Linked DNA regions of Mus musculus: regions 1, 2, 3, 4, 5 and 7 are each linked to region 6. A link is a contact called in public HiCAR-type and promoter capture Hi-C data. All regions are on one chromosome and are shown on one strand. Each heading gives the region's core, a stretch centred on a gene start, on an enhancer-like site or on the middle of the called end of the contact. The rest is flanking DNA. Distances are from core to core; before and after follow the strand shown. Region 1 overlaps Gm50597 (a long non-coding RNA gene). Region 2 holds the start of 6330407A03Rik (RIKEN cDNA 6330407A03 gene). Region 3 holds the start of Tmem68 (transmembrane protein 68). Region 4 holds the start of Mos (Moloney sarcoma oncogene). Region 5 holds the start of Rps20 (ribosomal protein S20). Region 6 holds the start of Sdcbp (syndecan binding protein). Region 7 holds the start of Lyn (LYN proto-oncogene, Src family tyrosine kinase).

Region 1 (3,423 bases), core at 614-3,113, 2.8 Mb before region 6:
TTCCTTCCAGGGATGATTCTCAGTCAGTGGCTCTTCGTGGGTCCTTTCCTCCTGGCAAGCTTATGTCATGGGCACTGTGGGAACTGGCAAAAACAACACACAAGTCTATGACCCAGAGGAGACCTGGACACATGAGACACTGGGCACATGTGCCTGTGAGGAGCCCCAACACATAAAAACAGTCATAGCTAATGAAATTAAATGGCCAAAATAGATGGCCACCTTCAGACCCTCCGGTATTCTACAAAGAGAGGGAAGCCCCACAGGAGCTCAGCCCGAAACAAGACCTTTTTTTATCATCACACAGTGGCCGAGCTATGCCCTTACATCAGCAGCTGACTTCCACCCTTACTGTGGAGGGAAGGCAAGGATCGAGTAGATGGTTTAGTTTGGATTGGTTTGGTTTAAATTATCAAATCAGATGTGGAGAGAAGTGAACAAAATCTCATTTACTCCTGATACTATGTACAAACAGAAAAACAAAGATAAAAATGTCAGTCCGTGTTCACACAACCTGGGGCTTCACAAGAGGTTTGCAAATGTGGGTAGTGGCTAGCTAACATATACCCATTACTACACGCTATGAGGGTGTGGGGAGGAAAAGAGAATGTGGTGTGTGTGTGTGTGTGTGTGTGTGTGTGTGTGTGTGTCAACATCTACTATATAAATAAATGCAGAAATAAAATAGTAAAAAAAAAAAGCCAGAAATATGTTTGATGCCTTTATTGATCGCACTGACCTTTCTTAAGTAATAAATATCCAAGCGAGGTCAAGGCTCTCTTGGTGTCAATGTCTCAGTGAGATCACTTTACTGAATCAAAGGGAGAGACCAAGGAGGAAAGGAGAGGAAAAGGAGGGGCTAATGGAGAATGGGGCTCACACTATGCAGGACCCAAAGGGGGCAGATGCTTTGGGTCCATTTTATGTCAGATGCATCTGTACCCACCTGGAACAGGTATTATTGTTAGTCCCATCTGGATGAGTTCAAATGAACTCAAACCGAGCACAAGTCTGGATTGTTTCCCTCAGTAACACAGAGGGCAGCACCTGGCTCAACAGATAATGATCTCATTCTGCCACTAGCCCCTTCATATGAATATTATAACAGAAATATTCTTGAGCTGTTTTGACTCAAAGGGGGAAAAAAAAAACAGGGTGAATATTTCGTAAATACAGGTTGGGCTGCTAGATGAGTTGCAAACATTTGCTTCGACTGTATCTATCCAGCAAAATGCATCGCTTCTCACAGGGTCATGTAACACGCAGCTGCCTGCCCAAATCGCCCAGCTATAGGCATGACTATTACACAAGAGGGCTTTCATTTACACAGGCCCAGGAGCGATCGGATAGAGGAAAGAATCAATACCGTCTGTAGAGAAATAAATCGCACTGGAAACGGGGAAGCAGGGGCTGTTTGTGTGGCAGCCAGGAATCCTCTACCAAAGACGCCATGATTTAATCTGCTGAAGAGCTTCCGGGGAAGGCTGGGGCCCACCCTTCCCTGCAGCTCTGCTTGGAGACCCTCTCAGGTTCCTGCAAAGCGCCCTTTTGACAGCCTGAGCTCAGAGTGGACTTCGCTGCCACCAAAGCCACTAGGTGAAAATCACAAAACAAAAACAAAAACAAAAACAAAAACAAAAACAAAAACAAAAACAAAACCCTGCTCGGCATCACTGCTGGTGCTTCTGAAAGCAGTATGAAAGAGATTCCTGCGACCAGCGAGCTTGCCCGCAGCCCTCACTTCACCACCTTCAGCTCCTTTCATTATTCTGTGAGCTGACTTGCCTTCTGCCTGGCCACACACAGCCTTGCTGGAGATGTGCCTGCTTCCTCGGTATTGCTATCCAGGACAATTGCATCCTTGGCCTGCGTCACAGGTCCCAGATCCCAGCCCCTCGGCCCTGAAGGCTCAGCCTTGGCCTGCCCTGCACCCCTGCCCCTGATGACGGCGCCCCCACGTGTGATTCTTGAGGATTTGGTGGTAAATGAGTTCACTGTCTCCTGCATTTTCACAAAATCCTTCTGAAGCTGGAAGAATGTGTCATCGACTGATAAAAATGCTAAATGACAACTCATTTTCATTTTGCAGAACAGAATTGTTTAATATTTCATTTCTATCACCTGCTCATTTTAGGGCAGCCCACACATGACAGGAAGGGCTCCCCGGAGAATTGCTTAAAAGGTTAAAGCTTCCGACAAGCAGCCATCCTGAGGCTCTGCTTCCCGGCGGTCGCGCGCCCAAGTCCGCCTTCGTTGATGTCTCAATGCTGCCCTCTGCTGGCGAGTGGAGCACCGGCATAGCCTGGAAATGAGACACTGAGAAGCCACAGGAGCCCAGCGGGGCTGTGAGAAGCGTGGAACACATGAAGTTTTCTACCTCCTCCAAGGGCATCCCGACCTCTTCTGAGGGTCTTTCAACTGCTCTTTCGCCAGCATGGATTCCTCTGCCAATTTTCAAGTTGTCTGCACACCAATAATGGCGAGAAGCCATGTGTCCAAAGGCTTTCCTCCCTGAAGGACTGATGGATGTTGAAGATGCCTGACAAGGTCAAATGAGGTCAAGTTGAAAAGAGCGACAGTGCATAGGGTGGACAGGTCGGATCTGAGGATAAAATACAAACGTATGCCACCAGCCACAAGCCCCATAAAATCCTCACAATGGGAACCCAATCCCTCTACTCAGCTAGCCCAACCCACATCACTCCAGCAGTCTTTCTTTTCCAGGTTTCAATTATCTGTCCTCACCCACGTTCTGAAAATGTTACGTGGAAAGTTCCATACATAAGTAAGTTGTACGTTTTGTATTGAATGCTATTCTAAGTGGGGCAATGACACTTCACAGTATCCAGTCCCTTCCTATCTGGAATGAGAATCGAACCTTTGTTCTCTGTATCCACACTATATAGGCTACCTTCCCGTTACTCACGTGACCCTCAGCTCGCTTATTGAGGTATCACAAAGTTTGTGCTCAGTAAACCAAATTTACTTGTACAACAACCCCTTCGAGCAAGACAGGCAATGCTAGGAATTTAGGCGTGCCAAAGACAAGTTGGAAAGTGCTTTTGATAAATGGGAAGGTGCTATAATAATAAGCTTAATAAGAAAAGAACAAAACGTCTAGTAACATTGTTAAGATCTACACTTTCAGAAAGACATTTAGAAAACAAGAGAAAATGACTATTAACGTTTGTTGTAATTTTCTGTCTTACTGCTCTCGTTAACCTTTTCCTGAACCTTGTTGTAGGTTAATTTATAGATTTAACTTACTAATTTATAAGTTAAATTTTGACCTAGGTGTGTATATGTAGAAATATATTAAATATACCTAAGGATATATGTATCAGTAGGATGAATAGTTTCAGGCTTCCTCTGAGGGTCTTAGAATGTGCCCTTCATGATTAAAGGGTATACTATCTTCTCTCT
Region 2 (3,644 bases), core at 903-3,402, 2.7 Mb after region 6:
CTGGGTTAAATTCCTAACAATAAAAATAATAATAATAAAATAAATTAATGTAATACGCAAAGCATAAAAATTGCTCTTATTTGTGGGGTACTATATATATTGATACATGTTTAAGAATGCTAAAAGAATTATATAATTATATAAAATATTATATTTGTAATTTACAATAATGAATTTTGTCCAAAAGTGTTTTAATTTACATTATGTTTTTATAAAACGGTTACAAGGCATGTTAAGAACAAAGGAAATCGAAACAAACATTTTAACCCTTACTCTTCCATGATAGGTCAGTTGTTTTTTTCTTTTTTTTTCATTATCAAGGTATCCACATAAGCTACAATGTTTTACTCCTGTAAAAACATGGTTATGCTAGGTGTGGCGTGGCACATGCCTTTAATCACAGCACTCAGGAGGCAGAAGCAGGTGGACCTCTGTGAGTTCAAGACCAGCTTAGTGTACAAAATGAGTCAACCTAGTCTACAAAATGAGTCCAGGATAGCCAACTCTGTCTCAAAAAACCCTGGTCTCAAACTCACAGAGATTAAAGGTTAACTCCACATGAACCTGGCCCAAGATTCTCAAAGCTTAACAAATAAGACACTTTACTAACTGGCTAAACGATACATTGCAGGACAATGAAGTGTCCTGGAGAGACTTTAACAGACCCCAGGAGTTTAAAATGAGAAATAAGAAGCAAAAGCCAGTGCAGATTCAGAGCTGTTCCTCTTAAAAATGAGGCCAAGAAGAGATGATATAAAAGGATGGCTCTTGGGGGTCAAGCCACCTCAGGGCACCAAGTGACAGAATGCTCTAGGGGACCTCAAGCTTTCAGGGGATATGCCATGGTGAAGGCTTGTTCCAGCACTGGCTCAGCTATGTACACCTCCCTCCCTCACATCTTAGCTTTGTGAAACCAGGTTGGCTGTGTCTGGTGTGATTCAAAACTAGCAAGTGTCAACTGCAAATCAATGGAACAGAAACAGGACAGTTTGAGAAGTTTCATGTCAAGATACACTTGACCCATTTGCGAGTGACTGTGATTATTAAAATATAACAGAAATAGGATTCTTCCTTCTAATGTATGACATCTTTTCAAACAGCATTGTGTCCTTATATCCAAAATGTATTCCAGTTTTGGATTCACTACTCGCAGAATATCTTCCATTCTAGGACTACTAGAAAAAAAAAAAACTGTAGTTGGAGGACCATGAACCAAGAGTGCCAGAGAAGCTGTGACTCAGTACTTGGGAGAAATAGGAGCCAGGGGTTAGTCTGTGTGGGTGAGGCTGGCAGAGGCTATACATCTTGAGTATGGTGTTAGGAACACACAGCATGTGACCACCAGCCAGTACTGAGGCAGTGGCTGGCACTTAGCAATTTTGCCTTCACTTTCTACATCGCTCAGAGTCCAGACAGAGACACTACTGGCTTTCCAGGGGACTAATACTCTAGGGAAGGCTGTCACTCAGTTTCAGACCATATCTTTTTATATATATATAAAATGTAAAATTGGCTCAGTGGTCCCAGCACCTGGGGTAGAGACAGGAGGATCAGTTCAGTGTCATCTTCTGCTACTTAAACTGAAGGCCCTGGCTCATAAGCAATACATAAGTAAATGCATTGTAAAAATCAGTAAGATAAAACTAAAAGGAAAAATTTAAGGTTTAAAGAACACAAAACACAAGCAAACATCATGTAATATTACAATAAAAATCCCAACGCTAAAATAAAATACAATACTTTGTACCTCTGTAGTATGTTGGAAGTTTGAAAACTTCTTTTTTTTTTTTTCTGGACAGGGATTACCTGTGTCATTCTAGCTTTGCTGGAAGTCACTCTGTAGACCAGACTGGCCTCTGCATCCCAAGTGCTAGAATTAAATGCCTTGACACTACTCCTGACACTACTTCGACATTATTTACTTTATGTATGTACTTCAACAGCATATCACAAAATTCTACCGAATTTTCATTTTTAATTAAATTCCTCACCACACTGTCCACTCAGCATGGGAAACCACAGCTGTCCAGTGTTGTCATTTCCTAGTCAAATCCAGTCCCCTCAGGTCCCATCAATTCTGTGAGAGATTTACATTTGGGTTCTGAGTTCTGGGAAGGCATGCATGAGAAAATGGTAATTTTTGATTTTCTTCCCCACGTTGATCCCCTCCCCCCCAGCAGACCTACATGATATCAACGATTACAGGATCTATGTAGAGGTGCGGTTGCCCACCAGTTGGTCCCCGTGGCATTGGTCTTCCCTCTGCCCTGTACTATGGTTATGACTAGGAACATTATTTTACATTTAAAATTCTCCAGAGACTTCCTCCCATCTATTACCTTCCCGATTTAATACAAAGGACACACAGAGAAACAAGCTTGAAAATGTGATGCTCTCTTCCGAGTGTCCTCCCAGCTCACAGCTCTCTTTGTTCTTCCTTAATGCCAGCCCGAGAATTTACCTATTTTATCATCAATCTATCTCTCATGTAAATGTAGGTCCATGAAGGCCACACTTTCTGTCAGTAGTGTACAGTACTGAATTGTCAATGAAGGACATTCTAAACCTTGCATAGCTATTGTACAATAAAGGCTACTTGGTAGGATAAATAGGCAGTAAGTGTTCAGTACTGTCCTTACAATCACCTCTCATTAGATCAAAGAGTCCTGCCTTTCTTTGTGAGCAGTACACACTCACATAGACACCGTACTGCTCACAGTCTGACAATACCCCTCTCCAGCCTAACTGTCAATCATCTGCATGGCTCCAGCAGAAAATTTCTGTCAGAGGCAGAGATTTCAACCCATGAACATGCGGTCATCTTGCCTCCTCATCTCTACTTGAGCAAGCTCTTCCCATGTAGGCAAATCTAACCAGCCCTCCAAACCAAATGCAAGGCCTGGCCAGCTGGCCTTCCACAGCTCACACATTCCTCTGCCTCGTATTTCTTCTCTCCTCAGTCACAAGTACCAACATTAATAACTCACAATGTGACTTTACGTGTGCATTGAGCCCTCAGTATTGGAAACAGGTGCAACTATTCCTTAACCCCACTGCACACACCCTGAGGGCAGGCGCAACTTCACCTCTGTCACCTCTGTCACCTCTGTGACATCATCATACTTAAGTGAAGAGAGGCATCTTGAACTCTGACACAAACAAAATCACTAGTTTCTAGGTCTCTGGGCAAACAATTGTCTGCTTCCATGCTCCTTGCAGGTACCTTAAACAGAGAAAGGAGACCGTGCAGCCTGCACCACCACAACGGCTACCTGTCACCAAGGCAGTGGCCAAGCACCATTTACTGAATCAAAGCAGACTCAGAAATTCTATGAACTATGTTTCGTGGTTTATAAAAAGCTTATAAGTAGAACCCATACTTTTATGGCCATATTTTTTTGGTTTATAATAAATTATCAATAAATGTTAATTCCCAAAGTTATTTTACTTTTAGGTATAGCTACACCAAACACTGAGCCAAACCCCACCCTACTTCATTAAGAATCGGGAAAAACTCGAAGGATTTTGGCTAAAAGACTCTTGCTTTAAAACAACCATTTTCCTGCTGTAAAGCAGAAAAAGGCCATAGTATGGGGAAATCAGGTCCCACCTGGAACTTTCATTTGTTAGTAGACACATAAACA
Region 3 (3,190 bases), core at 625-3,124, 2.8 Mb after region 6:
AGACCAGGCTGGCCTCGATCTCAAGAGATCAGCCTGCCTCTGCCTCCCCCTTCCTGAGTGCTGGGATTAAAGGCGTGAGTATTCACACCAGCCTATTTTAATACTTACTCAAACTATTTTTACATAAAAGTAATGTTTTCACTCAGGCCATTTTTACATAAAATTCTGTTAAGGATACTGGTTTTCTCGACTTTCTGCCAAAAAGGCACTTCAAGAAGACTCTAAATGGAGGAGTTCCTTTCCTCTCCCAAGGCTTCATATTTTTCACTGTCCATCCTGCCAGATTGCTATCAAAGCACCACAGACATGTCTCTTATCCAGTTGAGTTAACTGAGTAATTGTGCAAACCGCTACCTTAGTGCAATATTGATCTCTTTTGCTTAGAAAGTGAATTCAGCGCAGCCTGGTCCCATCTTATATTCCATTACCTACCAGCATCTAATAGGAGCATAAAAAAGAACTTTACTGAATTAAATGTACACCTGAGCGTTGGGAGTCATTTTTGTCTGCTTCTGTAAAAGCCTGTCTGTTAGGCGGAGTCAAGGCAGGTCAGGCTGACAGATTTCCTGGCCTGCCAACGGCATGGAACAAAAAGCTACAACTGAGGCTCAAGGAGAGAGGCTGAACGTTCGATTAATCTTTGTGGAAGGAACAGGGAGGCCTCCGGATGGGAACAGATATCCATTCTCTGTCAGCCATTGTCTGTGCTAGTTTGTGACTTTGTTTCCCATGATACTGTAAAGTGTATTAAGGTTATGAGAAATACATTTGGGGCCAGTGTGGTTCAGGCCTGCAGCCCTCCGGATTTCTAACCTTTGTCTCTGAGTCTTCTTTTCGGTCTTATAATCATCCTCACTCCCCCACTAGAAGACTGTTCAACTCTGAACCAGCAGGACCTGTGCAAATGAGCCTAGTACATTTTTTAAATGTTAAATTTAACATGGTGTTATATTTCTTTTTTGAGGAAACTTTCAGATATCTTCCCTCAAGTACATAATGAAAATGAGTACCTTCAAATTTAAAATTTGTCAATGCTTTTCCCACCAGAAGGTACTTTCTATTCTGGCAATTTTAAACATGAAACCAACATTTCCCCCAGAGATGTCTCTAAAACTGCCATAAACAGTTAACACTTTTATCTCAAATAATTAGACGTTTCAGATACATAAATTTTTGTTGGAAAGGATTTTACAGTTTGCAAATAGAGCTCTAATTTGATCCTTCATCTCATCAATCTATTTGTATTAGTTTACACTTCACACTCCATCTTACTGGTATAGCTCAGGATGGTCTTGAATTTGCTATCCTTCTGCATGGCCAATACCTGGGCCATCTCGCCCGACTCAACCAATGTTGAGATTGGCCCTTCATTTATGGAAACCCGAAATGACACATATAAGGTACCACATTTAAAAAAAAATCAAAATTATATTAATCTTCCCTTTAGTAATTGCAGTAGAACATTCCTTCATGCCCGCGGGGTTTCGAGTTTCTTAGACATCAGGTCATGTGGCTTTCTGGAAAGCCTCTCTCTAACTCTGCGACACCCCCATTCCTGAGCAAGGACAGAAAGTGAGAGAGGACCGTCGCGACTTACTCCACAAATGCCCGGGAGCAGAGGCAAAGGATCTTGTACTCCTCCTCGCGGTCTTCAATGAAGAGCAGCATTTCGGCCACATGGTTCCACTTCTCGCAACACATTTCGTTATCCGGGCTCGCTCTGGTGTTGTCCGCGACTGGGCCGGGCGCTGTTGCTGAAGACAGAAAGGCGTAACTCGCGCGGGCAGAGGAGCGGAACGCGCCTGGGGACGCTCGAGCCGGGAGCCAGCCAGCCGCGCTACCGGAAGCAGCGACAGCAGCTACCGGAAGGGGCGGGGCGACCGACGGTCCTACACCCAATGTGGCTCGGCCTTCTTCCTCTCAGGCAGTTAAAGGAAACCGGCACTACCCGCGTGTCTGCTTCTCCCGGCTCTGCCGCCGACCAGCTGCCGAGGTCGCCGATTTCCTGTGACTTTCTTGTCAGGTGCGTCGAGCTCCCCATGGACTTCTCCATGCTGTTCTAGCCGGTAGCAGGCGTGGTGTCCTGGTCGCGGGGCCCGGAGCGGAAAGCCGGACTAGTTCCCGGCCTCTGCGCCTGCGCCGTGCAGTATATCTACAACTGCAGTATTCCTTCCTTTCATAACTCCTAAATTCAATATACCAGTCTAGATGTGAATTATAGATAGGCATGGTGGTATACACCTTTAATCTCAGACTTGGGAGGCAGAAGCAGACAGATCTCTCTGAGATCAAGGCCAGCTTAGTCTGCAGAGCAAGTCAGGTCCACACAGATGCTGTCTCAAAAATAACTAAATGTCTTACAGCATTATTGGAGAGAGTGACTAGAGTTAGACTATGATGCAGTAGAAGAGTAGTCATTAAAAGAGTAGGGGACTTTAACCAAAAGTAGAAGAGCATTTTTATATTGAAAAACAAAATCTTTGCAAGGTAATGTACATCAGAACCCGGAGAAAGAAGCTTGAACTCAAGGGGTTTTTGTTGTTTGTTTTCTTTTTATTGATAAGTGACACATGGGTGTGAGGAGAAGGCTTATTGGTTATTCGAGTTGGTTAAAGGGACAAAACATTCACGGGTGCATGAAAGTTGTCCTCCGCCTTCACATGCTCACTCATGCATCCTCCCCACAGGGTCAGGTGATTAAAAAAAAACATTTTAAAATTCTTTAAAAAGCCAATGGCATGTAATAATTTTACATATTTCTGGGTCACGGGGCAGCATTTCAGTGCATGTAGAAGATCATGAGAAGATACATTCATGAGAAGATCCGGGGAAACGATATATTTCTCACCTCAGACACTGTTTCTTTGTGTTGGGGCATTCAAACTGTTCTCTCTTAGCTGTTTTTGGATACTCACTTTGTAATCCAGTTTTCCTACTGTGCTTTAAAAGTTAAGTCTTCCTTTTGGCTATGCTCCACACCCACTAAATCACCATGTCTATATACTTCCCTGCACTTGTCCTGACTCGCTGTTAATCTTTGAGATTAACTTCCTTGTATGAGAGACTGATATGGCACCACCCAGAGTTAGTGTGAGACTTCCCACCTCCATTAACAACAGCAAAACCAACCAAACAACCTCACAGACATTCTCAGAGGTTTGTCTCTTAGGTGGTTCTAAACCCATAAGCT
Region 4 (3,396 bases), core at 674-3,173, 2.5 Mb after region 6:
AATCATAATAAGAACTTAGGTGATAAAGGAAAGAAAGTTAATATAATGGTAGATCTTTTCAGAGTAAGGGCAGTTTCCATAGTAAGACTCCAAACTCCAATGTTTTAACTTTATAATGATATGGCATCCTTATGCACTCAACAGACCTCTCTGCTCAGATTGCCCCTCTGTAGCACTGTCATTCGGGTTAATAACCATCTCTGACATTTGCTAGGTAAAGCATTTAACATATGCATTTCCACTCATCAGTGCTTACAGCCTATGATGGGGTTACCAGGGTGTAAACCGTCTGCAGTTTTAAATACCCACAAAAGGAAACACATAGAAAGCAGTGGGTACACCATTAAAAGCCTTGAGTAGATGGCTGGTGAGTGGAATGAGCTCAGATTTGTGCATACACAGTGACTCATACTTTCACCAATACTTTGCATTTTGGATAAATACTAGACAACTTTAGAAGTGAATTATTTATGAGGTTGTCTTAAAATTAAAAATTACAAAGTAATAAATCACATTGTAATGTATTTTGTGTGATACCCAGAGGTTTAAGGCAACCTATTACTCTTATGCTCCTGAAGTCCACAATTCACAGTCCTGAACTATAATCTTATCTTTGTGATTGCTGAGCAAATTTGCAGTATAATTTCAGTGCTTTTAAATTTTGTCCTGCTTACTATTTTCCTTTTTTATTTGGGTTTGATATGCGTGCACAGAATGGGGCTTCTATTAAAATATTCCATGGCTTACATTTTTAATATTTTGTTCTCTTAATATGTTCAAAGCTACTCAACTTTTATTCCCGAAAAATGTTTACTTTAATTATTCTAATTTCTTACATAAAGCATTGAGGTGCTAACAATTATATACTATGTACAAGATGGCAGACTAAATCATATCATACCATCAAGTAGAAACCTGGAGTTTGGTGAACTTTGAGTTGTTTATATGTCTCTCCTTTATTGTCTTCTCAAAACCTGTGATTCTGAAGTCAAAGGGACACAGCTGTCACATGAAAAGTGATCACTTATCACCTGTATGCATAAAACACCTTACCAAGCAGCTAAGAGGAATAACTCCTAGCCACTTTGAGAAACGTTTTTGAATAAACAGAGCAAGGCTCTTCCCCATTCTCCCAGAGATATAGCATAAAACTGAGCGCATTTTTATAAAACAAAAAAGGAGGAATGTGTGGTTTGATGGCCAGACCCTGAATTTGTGTTCAGCATCTGCTTTTCCATATTATAGATGGGTACCAGTGATTCTGAGCCATGTCTATTTCTCCTGACTTTTCCTCTGTTTTCCCACGCTTGCTGATATTTACAGCCGTGGTCATCACAATCACCTTTGTTCCTTTCTTCCTTCCTCCAACTCTGCATTAAATTCCAGGAACTTGCTTTCTGTGAAGTCTAGAATCTGTCTTGAAGCAAACTCACACTCATGGGGTGGCTTAACTTGCCTTGGAAAGGGATATTGGGAGGTCACTGTGTTGTTATGTTACAGAGTCTTAACTTGCTGTTTAAATCAAATACAGTGTCAGAATGCTCCCTTCTGATGAACGTAAAAGGTATGTGATCTGACTTCTATAAGTGATTGTATTTGGATCAAAGACATTAAAGTTACAGATGTTAATTCTTACAAAGGTTGCATCTAATAACCCTGGCAAGTAGTTCAACAAATGTCTGCTGTTTGTATTGCAACTCTTGCAGCCAATAGCTGCTGGGAGTGATTTAATGCAGCTGGAGACTAGCACTAACAATCATTATAGCCTGAAAAGTGTGCACCAAGTTCACTGTACTTTTTTTTTCTCTTCAGTCGAAGGACTGATTAATGATCATCAGAATGTACTTGATTTTTTTTTTCTTCCATTGTATTGTGATTGAAGAATTAGTTGGAAGGTGACGTGAACTTTTGGGCAGGCCAGTACTGTTTAACGGGGGAAGAAGTTGCTAAGGATTCACTTTAGCTGTGAGCAATCGTTTCATCTGAGACTGCCAGGCTTCATCTGCACCCCCAACCCCACCTGACTTATTTTTTAAAAAAGAAACACCTTGTGGAGTAGTGATAGCACAGATGTGGCTGGTTTTGAGAATCAAGGAAGAAGGGAAAGGAACTGGGATGAAGGCAGCAATCTTCAGCCATGCTCCCAAACTTCCCTGGCTGTTCCTACTCATTTCTCCCTAGTGTCTCATGTGACTGTCCCATCTGAGGGTGTAATGCCTTCGCCTCTAAGCCTGTGTCGCTACCTCCCTCGTGAGCTGTCGCCATCGGTGGACTCGCGGTCCTGCAGCATTCCTTTGGTGGCCCCGAGGAAGGCAGGGAAGCTCTTCCTGGGGACCACTCCTCCTCGGGCTCCCGGACTGCCACGCCGGCTGGCCTGGTTCTCCATAGACTGGGAACAGGTATGTCTGATGCATAGGCTGGGCTCTGGAGGGTTTGGCTCGGTGTATAAAGCCACTTACCACGGTGTTCCTGTGGCCATCAAGCAAGTAAACAAGTGCACCAAGGACCTACGTGCATCCCAGCGGAGTTTCTGGGCTGAACTGAACATTGCAAGACTACGCCACGACAACATAGTTCGGGTTGTGGCTGCCAGCACGCGCACGCCCGAAGACTCCAACAGCCTAGGTACCATAATCATGGAGTTTGGGGGCAACGTGACTCTACACCAAGTCATCTACGGTGCCACCCGCTCACCGGAGCCTCTCAGCTGCAGAGAACAACTGAGTTTGGGGAAGTGCCTCAAGTATTCCCTAGATGTTGTTAACGGCCTGCTTTTTCTCCACTCACAAAGCATTTTGCACTTGGACCTGAAGCCAGCGAACATTTTGATCAGTGAGCAAGACGTTTGTAAGATCAGTGACTTCGGCTGCTCCCAGAAGCTGCAGGATCTGCGGTGCCGGCAGGCGTCCCCTCACCACATAGGGGGCACGTACACGCACCAAGCTCCGGAGATCCTGAAAGGAGAGATTGCCACGCCCAAAGCTGACATCTACTCTTTTGGAATCACCCTGTGGCAGATGACCACCAGGGAGGTGCCTTACTCCGGCGAACCTCAGTACGTGCAGTATGCAGTGGTTGCCTACAATCTGCGCCCCTCACTGGCAGGGGCGGTGTTCACCGCCTCCCTGACTGGAAAGACACTGCAGAACATCATCCAGAGCTGCTGGGAGGCCCGCGCCCTGCAGAGGCCGGGTGCAGAACTGCTCCAAAGGGACCTCAAGGCTTTCCGAGGGGCACTAGGCTGACTCCATCGAGCCGATGTAGAGATAAGCTTTTTGTCTCTGTTTATTTTTTTAAAGAAGTAAGGATGGTGTGGAAGAAAACATACCACTAGGGCATATTTTTAGGAAATAAAGTTACCACGAACTTCAGCCTGAAGTGCTTTTCCTAAGCATA
Region 5 (3,641 bases), core at 301-2,800, 2.5 Mb after region 6:
AGCGGCCCAGACTAAAGTCTTAAAAAAAAAAAAAAAAAAGAAAAAAAAAAAAAAAGCAGACACTCAGGAGGCAGAGGCAGAGGCAGAGGCAGGTAGATCTCAGGGTGCAGGCCAGCCTGGTCTACAGAATAATTTCAGAACAGCCAGGGCTACACAAAGGAACTCTACCTCACACAAAAACAAAGCAGAACAAAACAAATAGTCAAGAAAGGAAAAGAAAAACAAAGTTAGACTTTTTTCTGATGTTAAGTCTACTAGTAGTCTAAGAGGTCAATGGATTATATTTAAAAATAATTGAACTCGAAAACTCCCCTAACTTTAACACTTACCTAATTGTTCAATGACAGCAAAACTTCATGTACACTGTGAGTCAGAAAGCCAGTTCCTAGTTAGGTCGAATCCCGACCAAGCAAGTGAATCGGTGCTGGCGCTCCCAAAGCTCAGAAGAACATGGCTTAGGGAGTTCTCCTTGGAGGGGAATCAGTGCTCTGGGTTTGGCAACTCGGAGCAAGTAACTTTCACCTACAAAATAATGTTATTTCCTCCTGTGTTGTCTGTAACCCACCTCCAGGCTTACATTCTATTTGACCTTGCGCAGTGGGTAGTGTAGATTAATCTGCACCATCCTCTGCGTCCTAGGACATTTGACCTGAGGACATTTGGCTTTCTTTCTGCTGTACGCAGACACTAATTTTATTATGAACAACTGCTCCGTTCTAAGGAGTCCCCGGAGGTCTCAGCCATCATAACATAGCAGAACGGAGCTCCATCGCAACATAGAGAAGAGAATATTAAAACTGGGTAGATGGGTTCCAGGCCAGGCTGCAGGTACAATGCCCTGTGACCCCACAGAGCACTGGGACTAGAGTTCTGCCTTCACTTAATTGAACTAACTGAAGCTAAACCTGGGTTTCCAGCAGATATAGACGTTTCCAATATTCCTGGAAGCCCAAAGCCAAAATATCACAAAAGGGCATTTCAGCTCCGAAAAGCAGTTTCCGAATAATTTTTAGAATATAAGCTTAGTAATTAATGGGGGGTGGGGGGGAGGTGGGGTGTGTGTGTGTGTGGGGGGGGTGCCACAGCTCTCGTCAGAAGACAAGTTTCCGAAAACCACTATCTCCTTCTACAAGGATTCACAAGATTGAACTCAGGGTGTCAGCTCATGGATGGAGTGCGTTTTCCTGCTAAGCCCTGACTTCTGTCTTCAGCACCAAGTAAATAAATGCCCTGTCACGATCATTCTTCCCCAAGGTCCGTGTCAGCTAACCTCAAAACAACTCTTCCCTTGTCAGACAAAAGCAAGCTGATCGAGTATGCATGCGAAGCATATTTCGCACTGTAAAGACCGTAGGTGCTTGTGCAGAGAGCACCTGGCATGAGTTTTCTCCGCTCCAGCTTCGTCTGTCCTCCGAGTCAGGACAGGGACTCCGCCGAGAGGCCAGAGGGCGCGCGCGCGTCCTCGCCTTTCCCGCCAACTAGGCGGGGACGCAGCCCGGCCTCCCCCACGGCGACCTCTTCGCGGGCGGGGCGGTTCCTGTTCCGGGTCACAAAGCACCCGGATGCGCACGTGCTTTATAAGCGCCCGGCGCCGTCCGGCCCCTCCTTTCTGAGCCCCGGCGGTGCGCGCTACGGAGCTCGGCCAGCCTGCTCCGTCCTGACTCACCGCTGTTCGCTCCTGCTGAGGAACAAGTCGGTCAGGAAGCCGCGCCTCAGCCATGGTGAGGTGGGGGGCGTCGCCACGCGGCCTGGGGCGTCGGCGGGGCTCGACTTGCTGGGGCGCCGGGAGCGCAGAGCCCGGGAGAGGGCTCCCGCCGCGGCGAGGGCCCGGGAGAGGGTCCTCATGGCGGTTGTGTAGGAGTGGGCCTCCACTTACGGGTCGCTGTTTGTTTTTCCCGCCTGGGTGATAACAGGCATTTAAAGATACCGGAAAGACGCCCGTGGAGCCCGAAGTGGCGATTCACCGAATTCGAATCACGCTCACCAGCCGCAACGTGAAGTCGCTGGAGAAGGGTCAGTACGATGCTCGGGGTGGCTTGGTGATCGCTGGGGCGCGGTCGGCGATGAGGAGATACCAACCGTATTGAGTTATAGTGATATTTCTTATACGCTATTCTGAGCCGATAGGCGAACTTGTTTAAAACGCCTCGAGTCATTCTGAGTTAACTGAAAGACCATGCTTTCTTAACCCGCAGTTTGTGCGGACTTGATCAGAGGCGCCAAGGAAAAGAATCTGAAAGTGAAAGGACCGGTGCGCATGCCTACCAAGGTAAGGGACAGGTAGACTCGAGTACTGGTAGACTGGTGGGGAGGGGGAAGGTCAGAGTTTGATTGCCAAATAAATTCAGAGATTAAATTTACATTCCTAAGAATACAAGTTATTAGGGGCCAAATGTCTGGTGGCGATTGAGTATGATACCTTTCTTAAAGCAAACTCCAAAACTCTCTAGTAAAGGTTGCTGAAACCTGTTAACATACAGAGAAAATGGTTCAGAAATGGACTAATTTTGTTTTATTGCAGACTTTGAGAATCACTACCAGAAAAACACCTTGTGGTGAAGGTTCCAAGACCTGGGATCGATTCCAGATGAGGATCCACAAGCGACTCATTGATTTACATAGTCCTTCTGAGATTGTTAAGCAGATTACTTCCATCAGTATTGAGCCGGGAGTTGAGGTTGAAGTCACCATTGCAGATGCCTAAGACAACTGAATAAATCGTCTTAATGGTCAAATTTTGCTGGCTTTTGTTCAGGTTTTTTTTTTTTAATTCATGTTTATGAGTGTAAATGTGTGTGTCACAGGGGTGTCAGATGTTCTTTGAACCACCATGTAGGTGCTGGAAACCCAACCTGCATCCTCGGAGAGAACAGGTTCCTTAACCACTGAGCAAGTACTGAAGCATTAAACTGCTTTTAAAAATGAAGGTGTGCTAACAGATTGGTCAGGTGAAAAAGAGACGTTAGGTTTCCTGCAGGGGGCGCTAAGCCAATTTAAAGACTAAGTTGGGTTAGAAAAGAGCAGATTGCATCCTTGATCTTTTAAGCCTGGGGATTTTGTTTTGTTTTGGGATAGGGTCCCAACACAGAACAGGCTGACCTCATTAAATATCAATCTTATTTGATTGCCTCTGCTCCCAGAGTACTGGAATTAAAGGCAGGGACCACTGTATTAGCCATTCTGAGTTATTTGAAATGGACTCTGCAGGCCATACTTGGTCAAAATTCTGCCTTCTCAATTACAGGCATGAGCCACTATGCCTGGTTTACTTACTAATAGATGTCCAAAGACTAGTGTATGAAAATTTTGCTTTTCCAGGTGATTTGTGAAAGGCAGGGTGGCCTCTCCCATGTCACACTACTTGGGTTACTCATGTTGCAACATATCTGCAACTTTAGGTTGAGGGGATTTGAGCCTGCATGTGCCACTTTGGCCAACTGAACTAATCTTTAATTCCATCTAAAACTTTTAAATCTCAGTCATGTGTTCAACTGGAAAATAACCTAGAGTGTGCTATGTTGACTTCAGGTACACATCAAAGCAGGTTTTAGTGATGTAGAAGCTGTGTTTGAGTTGAACTAGTGTTGAGGCTAGGCTTAGGTACCATAGAACTTTGGTTTTTCAAGACAGGGTTTCTCTGT
Region 6 (3,173 bases), core at 514-3,013:
CTCCCCATCCCACTCCCACGTATGTACACACACACATACACACACACACACACACACCATTTTTTAAAAAGCTAGCGGAAAGAAACTATCATTTTTTAAATATAGTTGTTCAAAGCCTTTTACAATTTTAAGAAAGTTAAGTATAAGAGGAGTAACTCCTACAATTTAGACATCTGCTCCAATTATAACTCCAGACACAGTAAGACCGCTTCATGTCTTTAGTTGACATGTACTTGCAAAGGGTGACAATCATACCTACTAGCTTGGTCACAGTGACACTGACCAAAACACAGCCAAACTTAACCATAACTGAAAGTTATAATCCAAAATGTTATTACTAACTGGAAAAACAGACACATACAGCAGAAAATCATGCCTTCCTCAGTGTTAAACTGAGGGAAACATATTTACATGTCTGACCATAGAGGCACTATCTGAACCAGTACCTAAGACCGTAAAAGAACTGGCCTGCCAGAGGAAATATGGCTGGCTGGTGGGCACAACCAAAGCCTATGCCAAGCACAGGGGAGGTTTTATACTGTATGCTCTACATTTTAAATGCTTAAAATTTTGAGCCATATGTTTACTAATTACATCCTTAAAAGCTAAAATTTTCAGTAAGTGTTGCAACATTTGGCAATTAATAAGTACAAGGAGAACGATTATTAAATGTATAAGTATTTTAAAGTGTGTGGGTGTCTTTTACAGTCTCTGGATGTTTACTACCTAAGAGAAAGTGGCAAAAATGGGGGGAAGTCGGTGAGCCGTGCTCATTTTAAAGGGCTGCTTAATTCAAAAGTGCATCAAAATCTTAATCAGCCCTTTCTTGTTCATGATTTTTAAATCCTCTTTAATAGATCCAGCACAGCTAAAATCTGCTTCCAAAGTTAAGTGACTCTGGCTATAATGGAGTAATTGTTTACTGAGCCTTCTCGTCATTCCATTTCCTTATTTCCTGGTGCAAGTCATCTGATCAGTAATACTTACGTACCACTTAAGACCTACCAGTTTAAGGACCTAAGTTGTTAACAGGATGAAAAGGCATATTTTCTGCTTTGTCCTATCCTCACATCGGGAAAATGAGAGTACAAATCTGCTGAACTATATCACCTTGACATTTCAAAAGTAAGACAATTGACCAGGGCAGCAGCTATTTTCAATATAACTTTCGTTCTTAAACATTTGTTCTCGGTGTAAAGCGTGCGTGTTAAGAATTTAAAACTCTACACTTTCTAAGTAATTTACCTAATGGAAAACAAAACAAAACAAGAAAAAAAAAAGCTATGTGTCGAAGATAGGACGAATACAACAAACGATCCCACACACTCCACGGCTCCATAACTGCACTTCTGAAACTGGAAACTTTCCACGTCTGTACGCCTCCCTCCGCCCCGTATTAGAAGGAAATCCTCCAAGGAGATCTGAGTCACCAGACCTCCGGAGACCGTTCCTGGTGCACACACCCCGCTGCAAGCCCTGGCCCTCCCTGCCCCCTTCCAGAGCAGCGGCTCCGCAGCTAACCGTTGTCACCTCCGGTCCGTCGCGCCCTGCCAGCCGTCCGGAAGCCGCTGAGGACGCCACCGAGTGCGGGCGAGGACCCGGCCAGACCCACCCGGGGCCCGAAGCAGAGCGCCGGACCAGCTCCGAGACCTGCCGGGGCCCGGGACCCCCGCGGCCACTCACCTGCCCCGAGGACCGCGCCGCTCCTGCTGCCCGCTCCAGCTCCACACAACCGAACCTCGGGGCCCGCCCTGCGCGTCATCACCGCCCCCGCCTTCCGCCGCGCAGGCGCAGGCGCACGCGCCGTCCCCATGACAACGCGGCACAGCCCGAGCGACCACCAGCCCACCCTCCCTCTACGAAATCCTCCCAACTCCCGGCTCCAGCCTCGGTTCCCTGGCAGCCCCCGCCGCCTTTTACTACCCTTTGTTCCCAGAACGAATGCTCATTGGCTGCTGACTGTTACTCTCGGTGTTGAACACACACACACACACACACACACACCCTGAAATAAATAAAACCCACATTCTAATCTTAAAAACACGGACTATGTGCTTTCTGAGAGTTGATGGTGCTGATAGGGGAATCCAGATGTTTGGGGTGTACATGAATATGTGAAACTGACAATATCTACACCAGTCCATGGCTGAGGCCATTTCCTAGTAACAGTATATGACATCATTGGCATGCAAGCAATTGTCTATCTAAATTATTCATCATCACAGTCATTTGAAATTTTATCTCTGGTAAAACAATAAGCATTACATGACAAGAGGAATGAAAATGTGATGCTCCAGGGAGAATATGGCTTAACTGATGAACAACTTGTAAAACGAGTTACGGGATGGAAAAGGAAGAAATACAGTTCTATTCACAGCTGGCAAGATTATCTATGTAAACAAAGAGAAAATAAACACCAGTAAGCAGAATAAGCAGCTACAGCAAGGTTGCTACGATACACGGTTAATATACACACGAGTCAATTACTTTCCTATCTGCACGAAATGAGCAATTGGAATTGAATATTAAAAATATATCAAGATAAAATACTTAGCTACAAGCCTAGTTGAATGAATATCTGTGTGAAGGAAAACTCCTAATTAGAATTTCATGCTGTGGAAATAAATAGGTTGGAATGTCGAAAGTCCAGAGGAAGATCACCATATCTTGGGCTAAATCCTGGCCCTCCAGAACAGCCATTCCTTGTTTCCCTGTGTCTAAACTAACATCTTGTGACAATAAACAACAGGTCTTTAGAATCTATTGAATTAGCAGGCAACTAGCTTCTACCAATCCAAATGCTTAGAATGCCACCAGAAAACACCTTGCGTCTTACAGAAAGGTTCCCTGAACCTCACCCCCACTGCCTTGTCCTGCCTCTCTGAAGTAAGCGCCTATGTATTGTAAGCTTGCCTTGACTGATGACTTCCTCTGTCCTGTAAAATGGTGCACGCCTTTAATCCCAGCACTTGGGAGGCAGAAGCAGGCAGATTTCTGAGTTCGAGGCCAGCCTGGTCTACAGAGTGAGTTCCAGGACAGCCAGGGCTACACAAAGAAACCCTGTCTCAGAAAAACAAACAAAAACAAAAACAAAAACTATGAGAGCTACTTGAGGCTACTTGTTGGAACATAGAATTTGAAGTAACCTAAATCTGTGTTCCCAGGCCATGGTC
Region 7 (3,486 bases), core at 109-2,608, 2.7 Mb after region 6:
ATTTTATAGATGATCAGTTGTACCAAGTAACTTTCATATAACATTATATTCATATAATGTTCAAGGACCTTCAGTGTACTAAACCTATGAAGTAGGTTCATAGTCAATCAGGCGGAAACCCAAACCGGGAACTTCAATAATTCGCAGTCACTGAGAGAATGCAGGGCCTAGATTCCCACCTGGATTCTGAACAGCAAAGAAGTTGGGCGGATTAGCATAATTAACAAAAACACCGGTACTCCAATAAATAAAGAGACAACCACAAGCACCCCAAGTAGCGGGGACTATTGGGAAAAAAAACAAAAAACAAAAAACACTACACCAACAGCATAGGGAAGTCACTATAGTCAGCCAAGATAAGGCAGGCAAGTGGGAACTGTCGCACACACCCTTCCCCCATTCAGAAGGAAAGGCATCCCTGAATTCTTAAAATAACTCTAGCTTCCTCTTGGCCAAGGCGTTGGACTACTCCTCTGCGGGCTGACAGAAGTCGAGCTACGCGGGAGGTCAAGCTACAGCCTCTGTGGCAGCCGTTCGACGTCACCACCTTGCCTCGAGTCAACAGGGACCTCAGCTGTCAGCCAACCTTAGAGAGGGGCTGGGTTCAAACCCCCCTTCTCATCCCTGGGGACTCAAGGTCCGATCTGGACACTAAATACTGGATCCCAGATGACTCCCTCTGGAATCCCCACCGCGCTCCCTTTCGGAGTGGACTCAGGCCACTTCTCTCTGCCAGGCAAGAGAAGCTGGAGAGGGGCATGGGAGAGACTTGACGCCAAGGACCCAGGGGCGCCCACCCTGTGCGCACTGCCCACCACGCCTCCGCGCCGCTCCGCTGCGGACACCTGCGGAGTCGCCGCCCCCGCGTCCCCGCTCGATCGCCCCGGCGAGTCACAGTCTCCCAAGGCTGAAGGAGTCTAGATGCTCTCGCCACCCGGGGCCAGCGCGAGCGCCACCAAGAAGCAGTGCGCGACCTCTGCTGCGGGCGCCGTGGCTGCACCGAAACCCGGAGTCCCAAGCCAAGAAAGCGACCTGTGATCCGGTCTCTGACCCAGCCCCGGTCCCTGCCCGGTCCACCCTACGCACCCACCCTGCGCTCAAGCCCCGGACTTACTCGCTCGTGGTGGAAGTTTCGGGGCGGCGGAACTCCACGGTGACTTCGGTTAAAAGCTGTTCACGCGACGGGATAGCCCTGCGGGGCCCGCCTGGGAAGCAGCTGCGGGCCGGTGTCTTAGGACGCGTGACCGGGACTTGCGGGCACACTGCTCGGGGAACAGTGCCCGGCCTGCAGCAACCTATTAGCTGCAGAACGTTGGCCGGGAGGCGCCCAGGCCCGGCTCGGTGGGAGAGGAACTGGCTGTCGCTGGGCTCGGCCGAGAGGTCCCAGCTACTTCCTGGTGCTCGAATTTGCATACTGTGCTGGGAGGGCGGGGAAGTGACCGTTTGGTTCCTGTCCAAGGTTTGGTATTTGGTGTAGCCATCGCTCAGGGTTTTACAAGCAAACAGACTTTGGAGACCCAGACCGCAAGTTGGGAGAGTGGCGGTAGCCTCGGAAACAACATTCTCCCCAGGGCTGCGTGGAAGATCTAGGGGTTCTCGAGGGTCGTGGAAAACGTTCACCTTACTTCACTGTTCCTTAGGACCCAACTCCTCAATGCACTGTGTCTTGGGAGCAGAAGCAGCACTCTCTGTGTGTGTTTGGAGCTTCCAGAGAGAAAAAAACCGGTATCAGCGAGTAGATGTTTGGAGGGTATGGCGAGGGGGAATCTTTGCTTTAACAATCAAAACATCAAATTCCTTAAAGGTGTACAAGGAGTGCTGAAGATATTCACTGGAATGAGGAGTGGGAACTCGCTATGGAGTTAAAGGGCATGCCAATAGCTGAAAGCTTCCAGGAAAATGGAGCTAAGACTACTTATCAAGAACTGTCCTCTGTAGCAGGCTCGCATTGATTAGCATGTGGTCCTGGTAACATTACTGCATTCCTAACAAATGCTGTGTCCTTGTGTTCCTATGTGTACACAGTACTTGGCATACTGTAGGTACATAACCAGTGTGTGTTGTAAGATTGCTTGTTCAAACCAAATTTTGACTTGATAAATGCCCCTTACTGAACCAAGATATGCAATTAGCCTCAGTCACTATGATACCCACTTATGCTAATCTGACTTCTGTTTTCTGGGATTCCCTAATTGCAGTTCAACAGGTCAGAACAGGTACCTTGTAACAAAGTCCAGTACAGCTGTCATTTGTTACTAATGAAGGAAGACTAACATTTGTGAGCACACTGATTCACCAGTTTTGTTGTTTTTCTTTTCTTTTTTTCAGACAGGGTTTCTCGTTGTAACCCTGGGTGTTCTAGAACTCACCCTGCAGATTATGCTGGGCTTGAAACCAGCAATCTGCTTCCCAAGTGCTGGAATTAAAGGTGTGCACCAGCATTTCCTGGCCCCTCCATTTTTCAGTCAACCAGGGACTATGAAGATGGTGCCAGAGATTATAATGGAGCTGAAAAATCTGTATCACTTAGTGGTGTCGTAGCTGTCATAGCTCTTTCAGTGTGACAGTGCAAGACAGATCTACAGCGTTTGTGATGATGCTGATACCAACAAGTCCTCTCTACCGTTGTGGACCATGACTCCTGATTGCATCAAAAAGGACATAAAGTGAGTGACCTGGAGCACATAGGTTTAAGTGAGTGTACGATGTCTACCAGAAGACGAAATCACCAAAGAGCATGCTTCTTAGAGTGCCCCCATCACTAAGCCACAGGAATAACTCCTCAAACAAAAACAGTAGGAAGGTGGTTATTCCTATAATGAACAGTGCTACTGTCACTGTCCTGCTGAAGAGTAGCCAGTGTGTTAGCCTGGGAATCTGTGGTGCATATGAACTGTTATCTGTCAAGTATCGTATAGAACAGTGTAGTTTAAAACCTGTTATCCCAACCCTCTTGGGAGTGTGTGTGGGGGGGGGGGGCGGGGGGGAGTTTGAATGACCCTTTCATGGGGATAACAGGAAAATACATATATTTAAACTGTGGTTCATAACAGTGGCAAAATTACAGTTATGAAGTAGCTATGAAAACAACTATAAGGTTGAGGGTTCCCACCACATGAGGACCTGTATGAAAGGTCCACAGTGTTAGCCAGGGTGGGAACCACTGCTTAGGAGGAATTCACCATCTGAGAATTCATGTTCTGGGCTTTTCTGAATGACCTCTTCAATACACTGGCTGTAAGTAATAACACTCTTACATTGAGCCCCTGAAGTCTTGGCTAACTCACTTCAGCAGGACAGTGACAGTAGCACTGTTCATTATAGGAATAACCACCTTCCTACTGTTTTTGTTTGAGGAGTTATTCCTGTGGCTTAGTGATGGGGGCACTCTAAGAAGCAAACAAGAATAAGATTAAGTTATTTGGCATTGACTGCCACTGCTGTCCCTTCTACTCTCCTGGGAACCTTTCTCCAGAGATCTAGATT

What was found. Promoter capture Hi-C pulls out the DNA fragments that hold promoters and counts their contacts. HiCAR-type assays count read pairs that join an accessible place to other places. Capture Hi-C pulls out chosen DNA fragments and counts their contacts.
Region 1: a HiCAR-type map of astrocytes shows a contact between it and region 6, with 2.7 times the contacts expected there. The contact joins the enhancer-like site here to the promoter of Sdcbp in region 6. A contact is called at or near these places in 4 of 39 promoter capture datasets (hippocampal neurons, liver and pre-B cells) and 2 of 115 datasets of contacts at active chromatin or transcription factors (astrocytes and large pre-B cells).
Region 2: a contact with region 6 is called in a promoter capture Hi-C map of pre-B cells. The contact joins the promoter of 6330407A03Rik here to the promoter of Sdcbp in region 6. A contact is called at or near these places in 2 of 39 promoter capture datasets (neutrophils and pre-B cells).
Region 3: a promoter capture Hi-C map of pre-B cells shows a contact between it and region 6, with 6 times the contacts expected there. The contact joins the promoter of Tmem68 here to the promoter of Sdcbp in region 6. A contact is called at or near these places in 3 of 39 promoter capture datasets (cranial neural crest, hippocampal neurons and pre-B cells), 1 of 484 Hi-C or Micro-C datasets (CD4 T cells), 2 of 115 datasets of contacts at active chromatin or transcription factors (large pre-B cells and stem cell-derived neural progenitor cells) and 1 of 9 other capture datasets (liver).
Region 4: a HiCAR-type map of astrocytes shows a contact between it and region 6, with 3 times the contacts expected there. The contact joins the promoter of Mos here to the promoter of Sdcbp in region 6. A contact is called at or near these places in 2 of 39 promoter capture datasets (cranial neural crest and pre-B cells) and 3 of 115 datasets of contacts at active chromatin or transcription factors (astrocytes, embryonic stem cells and large pre-B cells).
Region 5: a contact with region 6 is called in a promoter capture Hi-C map of liver, with 3 times the contacts expected there. The contact joins the promoter of Rps20 here to the promoter of Sdcbp in region 6. A contact is called at or near these places in 6 of 39 promoter capture datasets (the 3T3-L1 cell line, cranial neural crest, frontonasal cranial neural crest and 2 more), 4 of 115 datasets of contacts at active chromatin or transcription factors (astrocytes, fibro-adipogenic progenitors, large pre-B cells and 1 more) and 2 of 9 other capture datasets (adipose tissue and liver).
Region 7: a contact with region 6 is called in a promoter capture Hi-C map of liver, with 3 times the contacts expected there. The contact joins the promoter of Lyn here to the promoter of Sdcbp in region 6. A contact is called at or near these places in 2 of 39 promoter capture datasets (liver and pre-B cells), 2 of 115 datasets of contacts at active chromatin or transcription factors (pro-B cells and stem cell-derived neural progenitor cells) and 1 of 9 other capture datasets (liver).

What each region holds. Positions count from the first base shown.
Region 1 is chr4:9,134,826-9,138,248 of GRCm38.p6, reverse strand. It overlaps Gm50597 (a long non-coding RNA gene), which reads right to left. Exons shown (of 2, transcript XR_001784233.1): 2 at 2,076-2,539. It overlaps Gm34288 (a long non-coding RNA gene), which reads left to right. Exons shown (of 4, transcript XR_881105.2): 2 at 2,725-2,785. Among named protein-coding and RNA genes, the nearest start is that of Gm34288, 6.1 kb to the left of the region's middle. Within about 2 kb of position 1,863, at least 95 of the 459 cell types and tissues checked have an H3K27ac peak or open chromatin away from gene starts, as enhancers often do. A contact at or near this core is called in astrocytes, where this site is marked.
Region 2 is chr4:3,713,472-3,717,115 of GRCm38.p6, reverse strand. 6330407A03Rik (RIKEN cDNA 6330407A03 gene) reads right to left here and starts at 2,152. Exons shown (of 1, transcript NR_028126.1): 1 at 303-2,152. All of the region lies in intron 1 of Lyn (LYN proto-oncogene, Src family tyrosine kinase), which reads right to left.
Region 3 is chr4:3,573,537-3,576,726 of GRCm38.p6, reverse strand. Tmem68 (transmembrane protein 68) reads left to right here and starts at 1,874. Exons shown (of 8, transcript NM_028097.4): 1 at 1,874-2,023. Tgs1 (trimethylguanosine synthase 1) reads right to left here and starts at 1,848. Exons shown (of 13, transcript NM_054089.4): 1 at 1,598-1,848. The coding sequence starts at 1,701.
Region 4 is chr4:3,870,632-3,874,027 of GRCm38.p6, reverse strand. It overlaps Mos (Moloney sarcoma oncogene), which reads left to right and starts at 1,923. Exons shown (of 1, transcript NM_020021.3): 1 at 1,923-3,370. The coding sequence starts at 2,214. The coding sequence ends at 3,245.
Region 5 is chr4:3,833,564-3,837,204 of GRCm38.p6, reverse strand. Rps20 (ribosomal protein S20) reads left to right here and starts at 1,550. Exons shown (of 4, transcript NM_026147.6): 1 at 1,550-1,721; 2 at 1,914-2,013; 3 at 2,196-2,269; 4 at 2,522-3,641. The coding sequence starts at 1,719. The coding sequence ends at 2,704. It overlaps Gm32823 (a long non-coding RNA gene), which reads right to left and starts at 1,556. Exons shown (of 5, transcript XR_881078.2): 1 at 1,271-1,556; 2 at 330-522. LOC115490074 (a small nucleolar RNA gene) reads left to right here and starts at 2,059; the gene lies at 2,059-2,126.
Region 6 is chr4:6,364,270-6,367,442 of GRCm38.p6, reverse strand. Sdcbp (syndecan binding protein) reads right to left here and starts at 1,763. Exons shown (of 9, transcript NM_001098227.1): 1 at 1,684-1,763.
Region 7 is chr4:3,675,993-3,679,478 of GRCm38.p6, reverse strand. It overlaps Lyn (LYN proto-oncogene, Src family tyrosine kinase), which reads right to left and starts at 1,358. Exons shown (of 13, transcript NM_001111096.1): 1 at 1,115-1,358. Gm42250 (a long non-coding RNA gene) reads left to right here and starts at 1,371. Exons shown (of 5, transcript XR_881076.3): 1 at 1,371-2,666.